Linked DNA regions of Mus musculus: region 1 is linked to region 2. A link is a contact called in public promoter capture Hi-C data. All regions are on one chromosome and are shown on one strand. Each heading gives the region's core, a stretch centred on a gene start, on an enhancer-like site or on the middle of the called end of the contact. The rest is flanking DNA. Distances are from core to core; before and after follow the strand shown.

Region 1 (5,407 bases), core at 1,023-3,522, 240 kb after region 2:
AAATATATGTAGCAGAGGATGGCCTTGGTGGGCATCAAGGGAATAAAAGGTCCTTGGTCCTATGGAAGCTTGATGCCTCAGGTTAACTGAATGCAAGGGCAGGCAGGGAAGTGTAGGTTGATAGGTGGGTGGGGGCACACACCCATAGAAGCAGGAGGAGGGTAGATGGGATAGGGAGGTTCTGGGGGAAAATTGGGGAGGAGATAACATTTGAAATATAAATAAATAAAATATCCAATAATAAAGGAAATAAAAGGAATCTCTTTTCCATAAAAGAGACAAAAAGAATAAAGATTGTTTTACAATCACAAGATCATAGAGATGATAGGTGATAGATAAATGTATAGATAGGCAGATAAATAGATAGATGGATAGATAGATAAATAGATGATAGGAAGGCAAAATAATATCATGAAATTGGCTACTGATAATAACTTGAAGAAATAAATGAGGCAAACTATTTTATGTCATCCAACTAAAGTTTAAAGGGTAGAACTGTGTCCCAATGCATGAAGCTTCCACAAAAAAGGAAAAAAATAACAGAAAGGTAATGTCATTAGCACTGATGTCAGATAACCCCTAGAGGAAGCAGGGTCAGGCTTCTAGTCTGAGTTCTCCATCTGGACTCTCAGGAAGAGTAGAAAAAAACAACTGAAATATCAGACAGCCAATTTATCTACAGGAGGTGAGGGTGAGAAACACAACTGGAAACTTCAGCTTATTGTTTCAACTTTTCTAGTCAGTTCCTGCTGGAAATTGAGAGCACCTGGTTTGATTATGTGATCTCTACTGTTACTCTCTGTTCTATTACTTAGAAGTATCATGCAAGAAGACTTTCAGAAGGGGAAGCCCAGATAGCTGCGATAAGTTATGCCACAAGGTAGCTACCTTAGAAGATCAGTGTTGGACTTCGTAATTCCTGAAATAATGTTCTCTGTTTGTCTGTCTATCATTGTTCAGTCTGTCTGTGTCACCTATTTATCTAATCTCTTTCTCATTACGTGTTCTTTTGCTTTTCTTACTGTATAGTTTGTAAACTCACTCATTCAAAAGGAAAAGTGTGACTACTATTCTCCACACTGTACAGAGTATCAGTCATACAGTATTTACAAATCATATTGAATGGACGAAGAAGAATGTTATTTAGGTGTAGATATATATGTATATAGATATAGAAATATGTGTGCAATAATAATTTGGGAAAAAAGAAAACCTGAATCAGAGAAGAAGGAGGGGACTATGGAACAGTTGTGAAGAAAAAAGAAGAGCAATATAATTATGTGAAAATATCAAAATTATAAAAGTATAAAATAAATGAAAGCCAATTTTTTTTTTGTCATTTCACAGGTGGACTTTTCTCTCATTGAATGAATGCTTGCCTGTGACAACAATTCAAAGTGAATTCAAATTTATAGCATAAAAATGAGCTTAAATCTCTGAAATGATACAAAATGAGAAAGGGTGGATCTTAAAATAAATGTAATATGGGGACTGAGGAATTCCATAAATCACCCCTCATTTTGTGGAAACATTAGCAAACAACAAACAGGGAAATAAATACTGTTGCAAAATAGCATAATTCTTTCTTATCTCATTAAAGACATGTCCATTATCTGCAATATAATTCGTTTGAAATAGGAAAAGTTACTCATTTTAAAGACTATGAAATTAAAATATATCCAATTTGTGGAGATGAAATCAATCCCACATCGACCTAGATATATTTAGACTCTGTCAGGTACTTTTTCTTTAGGTGAAATTTCATTTTGAAATTTAATCTTCTTATATATACTATTTACACATTTACAAGATGAATTTCTTTTTTCTCTCCAAATTATAATTTAGAGGCTATTCACATTTTTCAAATTAGAGAACTGAGAAAATCCCTTTAGTCAATTTTTCTCTCTTATTGCTTATCAGAGACTATTTCCAAAATTTAATTTATTTTTACTATCAATATGTTTTGTTTTTACCTAAAATATTTCATAATTTAGTTTTTATTAATACTGTTTTATCAAAGTTAAAATAAATTTAAAATATTCTCATAGACATACAGGAGTTAAAATATTTGGCTAGAAATTTCATGTTTCAAATCTGCTTCCACTTACCTTCCCCTTTAGCAGTAGAAAGCCATGCAGTTAGAAAGATAATGGATAAGAGCAACATGCTGCAGAACCCCATGTTCTAAAGCTTAAAGCTCCAGATGTGGTGGTCCTTCTGGGAACCCCGTCATTAAAAATGCTGTGTATGACATTGAACTTCAGTGTATTACTGGCATCCAGTTTGGTAAACATCAAAGTTCAAAAGGGAGGGGCAAAATAAACAATATTCAATCAACTATTTCACAATATTAAGTTAATTATTTTACACTTATGAAGCAATGTAACATCATTCATTTTTTAGTGCCATTTTTTTTGGTCAGTCAAATTGTTATGCAGAAAGGAATATGAGAGAATAAGTTACTCTTGTCTTATAGGCACAATAGCTGGTTAGGATGGTTGGTGATTTTTTTTTTTTTTTCTTTGTAAGCTTACATAGCTACTTCTAATAAAATGAATGGTATATGTCAGGTAGGAAATTTCAGAACAGATTCAGCTTAGGATCATTTGGACCCTGTGATATGGAATTGTAGCCTTCCCCAGCCGTGAAGGAGGCTGATTCAGACCTCGCTGCCACTGAGTATGAGACCACCTGGGGTGGAACCTTCAGACTTAGATGGCTCTATTGTTCTGTCACCTGCTACTGCTCTTCTCCAAGACACTGCTACCTACTGAGAGGCCCTTGAGATATTCTGGAGACAGCAACCAACAGGCTGGCAACAGATGACATCAAGACTGGATTGGCAGGGAATGGTCCTCCCTCCTTTATAAACACAGACTCTTAGTAAACTTTGGGGCCTTGAACAGAAAAATGTCTTGGCCTTCATTATTTCTCTCGTCGTTTTCTTCTATACAGCTCCGGCCTCCCATTCAGGAACCCAGTTAGTGTGGCTGCAGGCGGCTACATCGAATACACAATTTAGAATTATCTACCTCTTGGGGACAACAAAGTGCCATAGAAACAGTCATCAGTATCTTGACTTCTATTAGACAACCTTGACCAACAACTCAGAAGAGTGCTTCTCTTGTCTAATATTGTTGTTTGATAGATGGTTTTGGTTGTAGATATGGGCCTTCACATATAGAACTGCATGTGTGTGCGTGTACACACACACACACACACACACACATTATTCTGATTGAGGAGTTAATAATATGATTCCTTATGACATTCCCATGCACTATTTCAATATTCTTTCTCTCGTGTTTTTCTCCTTCTACTTCCCTAAGTATGTCACCCTCTCCTTTTTTTTTTTTTCCTATTCCTTCTGCTAAATAATTTGTACTCTATTCTCCTTTCTGTTGTTCATCCACCCTACTACTCTGGTAATGGTATATAGTTACCTTTCTGGTTTCTGCAGTTGCTTTGGTGTATAACCTTGCATGTGAAGATTTGAAGCTAGACCTCTCTAATAAGGAAGATTATGTGAAGTTTGTCTTCATGGGTTTGGGTTACCATACTCCGTACAATCTTTTCTGGTTCGTCCATTTTCCTTAAAAGTTTATGATTTCACTTTTCTTTATAGTTGAATGGTATTCCATATTGTATATGCCAGGAATGTTTATGATCTGCTCATCATTTGAAGAACATTTAGGTGGCTTTCATTCACCATCTATTGTGGAAAGAGCAGCGATGAACATAGATGAGCAAGTATATGTGGGTCAAGATGTCAACTGATTTGGCATTTATCAAGGCATGGTACTGCTACGACATGAGGTAGATTTATTTTAGACATATTGAGGATTCTCTGTATTGATTTCCATTATGCCTGCACCAGTTTTCAATATAATAGAAGTTTCATGAGGTTTCCATTTCCACCAGCATTTGTTGTCAGGGTTTTGCTGTAATTTTGGTATTGGTGGTAGTTGTTAATCTTCACAATGCTGACAGAAACATGTGAAAACTAAAGAGTTGTTTTGATTTACATTTTCCTAACTACTAGAGTTCAAGATCCTTGTTTGAAAAATTTATTAGCCATTTTTCATCTTCTTTTATCTCTTTTCTTTTTATTACTAATCTTTCATTTAATACATCCCAACAGCAGTGTCCTCTCCCTCCATTTTTTCCAGTTCGCCCTCTACCTCCCTCCCCTTTCCCCAGATCCACTACTCCTTCATTTTATTTTAAAAAAGAACAGGTTTCTAAGAAATATCAACCAAATACACCATAACAGAATGGAATAAGACTTGACATAAATCTTTTGTTTTTTCTTTTGTACACTCTCTGTGCATATCCCAGGCCTGTTTTTGAATGGGACATTTATTTTTGTATGGGTTATTTCTTTCTTTCTGAGTTCTTTTTTATTTCTGATATTAGTCTTTTCTCACATGTATCACTAGAAAAGATCTCCCTCCCTTAGTAGGTTTCCTCTTCATCCTGTCGATTGTTTCCTGGGTTCTGCAAGAGATTTTTAGGTTTTAGAAGTTCCTCACGTCTAGTGTTGAGCTTAAATATTGTACAAAAGGAGTCATATACAGAAAGTTCTTTCGTGCACCTATATCATGCAGGTTGCCTATCATTTTGTCTAGACATGTGTTTCAGTTTTTAGGCTTAGTTCTTTGATGCATTTCAAGTTACTATTTGAGGACGGTGCAAGGTTTTAGAGTTTACACATGATCTTTCTAGGTCCTCTGCCTCTCATAATCATTATTGAGAAATCATGTGTTAATTTTATGTGCCTGCCTTTATGTGTGAGTGAATGTTTTTCCCTTTCAACTTTAAAATACTCTATGTCATGTACACATGTTGTGTTTCATTTTTAAACATCATGGGGATTTTCTCTTTCTATTACTATTTCTTTTACTATGAGACTACTTTACCCTGTTAAGCATCTCTTTCTTTATAATAGGATACATTTTCTTTCATGTTTTGTTAAGAGTATTTTCTTGTTTTGATAACTAATCATATAGAAAATGTTGGGTACTATATGTGCTGTGCCTTGTTTTTTATTTCTTTTTAATTTTCTTTTTAGAGTTAATATTTCTTTTTTTTCATTTTTATTAGGTATTTAGCTCATTTACATTTCCAATGCTATATCAAAAGTCCCCCATACCCATACACCCCCACTCCCCTACGCACCCACTCCCCCTTTTTGGCCCTGGCGTTCCCCTGTACTAGGGCATATAAAATTTGCGAGTCCAATGGGCCTCTCTTTCCAGTGATAGCCGACTAGGCCATCTTTTGATACATATGCAGCTAGAGTCAAGAGCTCCGGGGTACTGCTTAGTTCATAATGTTGTTCCACCTATAGGGTTGCAGTTCCCTTTAGTTCCTTGGGTGCTTTCTCTAGTTCCTCCATTGGGGGCCC
Region 2 (4,897 bases), core at 2,005-4,504:
ACAACTTTACTTATGTTTAATGGATCTCAAGCTTTCTAGTAGATTCTATAAGGTCTTCTAATATACTATTATTGTCTAACTTATAGTATCAACTCATGTCATCTCCAAATAGGAGTAACTCAGCCTTTCCCTTTTCTATTTTATTACTTTTATATCTCCTTTTATGGTTGCTGTAACTCAGACCTCATGAACTGTACTAAATAAGGGGAAAAGAGTGAGCATCCTTGTCTTATTCATTATTTTAGAGGAAAAAATATGTTTGTCTCCATTTAGTATAATGCTATTTATAGATTTGTTGTCTATAGCACCGATATAATGTATACCAGCTACTCCATAAGGAAATTTCCTTCCCTTCCTGGTAGAGGCTAACAGCAATGGTGATCTAAGGGCTTAACACAAATGTTTGAAAGCACTGTGACATACATATCACATTCATTTAAAACAGTAGCTGTGGTTTTCTCCCTGGGGCCTGTGACCTTCTAAGCCATGAATTTTTGTTTTGGTTTACAGTACAAGTCACGAACCTATGTATTTTAGAGCAGGACTTAAGTTGATTGTACCCACGATAATTGTGCCACTGTTGCATAGGCAAATCCTGCCTGGCATTTCAATACTGTAGCAAATAGTATTGAAATATCATTGAGCAGGACTGTTTGTGACAATTTTCCCTCAGCTGCACCTTTCAGTACTATGAGTGTCATCCAGTGAGGAGGGAACTTGCAGCTAAATTCAGTTTTATTTCTTTGTGTCCGACAACCAGAGTATGTAACGCCATCAGTAGCAGAGTCTTACTATCTAGATCTAGCATGCAGCAACAATAGAAGTAGTCTTTATGGTTTTTAGGGCTAACAATTCATATACTGCCTCTTGCACTGGGGTTTTTACTTGACAATGTTATGGTCATTTTTCAAAAGGTCTCTTCCTTTTTCATTGGTGCAAGATGTTTCATACACTTAAGCCTTTTAAGTCGTAATTTAATAATCCACTTTTAAAACTAATCTGATTATAATGGGGTTGTATGGCAGTTGCAAGTACCATTGTACCTGGTTGTTATCAGCCCTGTTCTTCACTTCAGTGGTTGTGAAAAGACTACATCGATTATCTCTTGGTGCAACATAGAATACTGAATTGGGTTAAGGCTATTTATGAGGACTTCAGTCATTGTTTGTGTTGCATGGCATTTCTTCTAAGAGGACTGTGATAGTATCCAAACAGGTGAGGAATAGTTGTGCTCCTCACTGACAGGCATAGGCCTTGTATCATCTATTTGACAGTTCCATATGGGGCAAGTTGATTTATGTAAGTGTGTAATCTACATCTGTTGTCTTCATTGGGATATTGAGTATCACAATGAAGTCTCTGGGTATTTTACTAGTTATTAAAATACAGCAGTGTAAGAGATTAATACAACTTGTCCTATATGATTTTTGTCTGATGAGTGAGATAGACAAGAAACCATATTATATGGTGTATCAGTTTCTTTTCTGGTATTTAGATAGAATGCTTGACAGATGAAACGTAGTAGAGAGGATTTATTATAGTTCCAAAGAGATTGAGTTCATCTTTGTTGGACCAACATGACTGTGGTGTGTTTGGTAGAATCATTATATCTAAGGTAAACATTTGAATGAAAATTGCTGTTTTTTCACTGGACCTAGGGGAAACACCAGAATGAATAGATGGTTTTTAGAAGTACCTTGACCTTGAAGAAATCATTGTAGAAATGGTGATTTTTTTTTCTATAGAGTCTTTTTTTTTTTTTTTTCCTGAAGGAGCTTTCCATCCTTTGCCCGACTTTGGTCACAAGACTGCCCTGGCAGACCTGGAATGTCTTACATTATTGAGTACTACAAACAGTACACAGTGAAGGCTAAAGTTGCAGTGGTGTGGTGTTCTCCTTCATGAAACATCTAGCTTAGACCACAGGCCTTTGTATGAGGGGCTTGCTTTATCCCCCTCCCCAAACAGCATTTGAACAGCTGTCCGAGGTTCAGCTCATTGAGGCCGTTCCTCTTTGCTGCCTGCAATGCCATATTTCGCCCGGAAGTGACCCCATTTCTTTGATTGTCCCATGTAACTTAGAACACTGACACATGACAACAGCTGGAAAGACTTGGTGGTAGGAGCCAGACGATGGATGATAACACTGCACCCCCCCCCACACACACACAAAATTAATATCTATGGGCTTGTCTTTTCAAACATTTTCTACTTTATAATCTATAGCTCTGAGTATTTTATCATTTTCATTAGCTTTCCTTATACTATTCTGGGTGTACATTCTTCTTCTTTTTTAATTAGGTATTTATTTCATTTACATTTCCAATGCCATCCCAAAAGTCCCCCACACGCTCCCTCAACTTCTCCTCCTCCTGGGTATGCACTTGCTCGTATTTGCTAATGAGAGGGTAACCTTTTCAGATTCAGAGTTATGAAGAGAGTGGAGTTACAGGTAAAAGGGAAGGTGTGTGTATTGATTTCTTTTTGGTCACGGCCTTTGTATCAGTTTTTTTCCTTAGGTTTGTACAAACAAACTCTAGAACCTTCATCGCCAGACGGGCAATATCGGGCCACTGGGCATTCTGTCGGAGATGCAACACGTTAGGCAGGGGCTCTGAGGCTCTAAGTCCCGTAGAGGTTTGGTTGTCCTTTTCTCAGCTTCACATCTTACATGCACATCTTCTGTTCATAGCAAGGTAATAAAAACAAACCCCACAATTTTAGGTGTGCTTACATTTTACGCACATGTAAGTCGGAAAGCCATACAACTACTTCCAGCCAGCACTTTGGGTGTTTGCCACTGTGGACTGGAAACTGGCAGGTTTCCGGAGGAGGTCGCTGTTTGGTGACACACTGGAAACACACCAGTTGTCGTGGCGCCAATTCCCCCTAACCCCTCATCACAGCTATCTTCCCCTCCCGCAGCCAAGTTTTTCTGGTTCAGTTAACGAGGGCCCTTAAGTGGCCACGAAAAGCGGGTATAACGGACCTGGGACCTCGGTAGGGCACCCAGGGCAGGAAAGAAAGCTCACGGAGCATGCGCAGGGCTGGAGGCGCGCGCATGCGCTCGGGCGGATGCCGGGGCTCCCCGGCTTCTCGCGGCGGCTGGGCGGCTGCGCGGGCCTGACGTGCCTGCCTGGCGAGCGGCGGCGGCGGCGGGACTCCGCGAGGGGAAGGAGCGCCGCCGAGGTGGCTGAGGTGGGGGGCCGGACCCGGAAGTGGGTGGGCGCGGGCGCGAGCGCGCGGGGATCGGAGCTGGGCGGCCCCGAGCCGGCGCGGGAGCCCGGGCTTCCCGGTAATGGGCCTGTGGGACGCTTGCCCCGGGCAGCCTGGGAGGGAAGGGTCACGGGCGAGCGCGGGTCCCCGCCAACCCCGGCCTGGGAAGACTCGGCTTCCTGCAGTCGTCGCCCGTGCTGACCCCACTCTGCTCCCCTCCTGGGGCCGCCGTGCCTAGTGGATTTCGGAAGGTCTGTCGCTCAGGAGCCATGCCGCGCTCGCCCGGGGAAAGCATGCTAATGGAGACTTGCGTTTCGTGGCCGCGCTGGCCTTATTGTCAAGGTCCCAGCACCCAAATCGGGACTGCGGTCCCGGCCGGCCAGTCTGCCTTGTTTGCGGTCTCGGCGGGATGGTGCTCTCTGGGTTGTGTTCTCTCCACCTTATTCGTGAATCAGGCCTGGAAGGTGTGCTGTGCCTTCACTTCACACTATTCTTTTGTTGGATTGTCTTTCCCAGCCCAGCTCTCCTGGTTCCCTGCCCTAAAAAAAAAGAAAATCTTAGCTGGGAGTGAATGCACTGTCGACTTTGTAATCTAGTTACAATGTAGGAAAGACTAGTTGACAACACCTTTGGGTTATTTAAGATGGCTATGCGGTGGAGCTCTTACCTGATTCTCACTCTTTTTGCAGACCATGAAACGGTGGGGCACGCCCCTTCAGAAGCTGTTGTTCAAGACAATCTAGTTTTGTTTCATCAATCGCCTAAGTCACGTATGAAGTTTCTTGTTCAAAAATTGCCGCATTGCAATGAAGAAAAGGAGAAAGGTTACTTCAAATCTTGACGAGAAGATCCATCTAGGCTATCATAAAGACTCTTCGGAAGAAAATGCTGCTGTGGAGTGTGGCCAAGTGACCTATACTCAGGCTCCAGAAAGACCAACCCCCGAAGCTGCCCAGCGTTGCCAAGAACTGCCTCCCTCTCCAGATCAGAGAAAGCTTTTGAGTTCTTTGCAGTATAATAAGAATTTGCTGAAGTATTTGAACGATGATAGGCAGAAGCAACCGTCTTTCTGCGATTTACTTATCATAGTGGAAGGGAAAGAGTTTAGTGCGCATAAAGTGGTCGTTGCTGTCGGCAGTAGTTATTTTCATGCGTGTCTGAGCAAAAATCCAAGCACTGATGTTGTCACCCTGGATCACGTAACGCATTCGGTTTTTCAGCATTTGCTTGAGTTCCTCTACACATCGGAGTTTTTTGTGTACAAATACGAAATACCTCTTGTGTTAGAGGCTGCAAAATTTTTGGACATCATCGATGCGGTAAAGCTGCTGAATAATGAGAATGTTGCTGCCTTTCAGGCCGAACTGACTGAAAAGTCGTCACCAGAAGAAACACTAAATGAGCTAACTGGAAGACTGTCGAGTAGTCATCAGTGCAAATTTTGTAGTAGGCATTTCTGCTATAAAAAGTCCTTAGAGAATCATTTAGCCAAAACTCACAGGTCTCTGCTCCTTGGGAAAAAACATGGGTTAAAAATGCTGGAGAGAAGTTTTTCTACCCGGAGGTCAAAGAGGAATCGGAAGTGCCCTGTCAAGTTTGAGGATACCAGCGACGATGAACAGGAGAGTGGGGATGGGTCAGACAATTTGCATCAAGAAAGTTCTGAGAAGGAGAGGTCAGA

Evidence for each region. Promoter capture Hi-C pulls out the DNA fragments that hold promoters and counts their contacts.
Region 1: a promoter capture Hi-C map of liver shows a contact between it and region 2, with 2.3 times the contacts expected there. The contact joins the promoter of Cfhr3 here to the promoter of Zbtb41 in region 2. A contact is called at or near these places in 2 of 39 promoter capture datasets (both in liver).

The regions. Positions count from the first base shown.
Region 1 is chr1:139,658,734-139,664,140 of GRCm38.p6, forward strand. It overlaps Cfhr3 (complement factor H-related 3), which reads right to left and starts at 2,273. Exons shown (of 7, transcript NM_001374101.1): 1 at 2,109-2,273. The coding sequence starts at 2,166.
Region 2 is chr1:139,419,129-139,424,025 of GRCm38.p6, forward strand. Zbtb41 (zinc finger and BTB domain containing 41) reads left to right here and starts at 3,255. Exons shown (of 11, transcript NM_172643.5): 1 at 3,255-3,295; 2 at 3,906-4,897. The coding sequence starts at 4,023.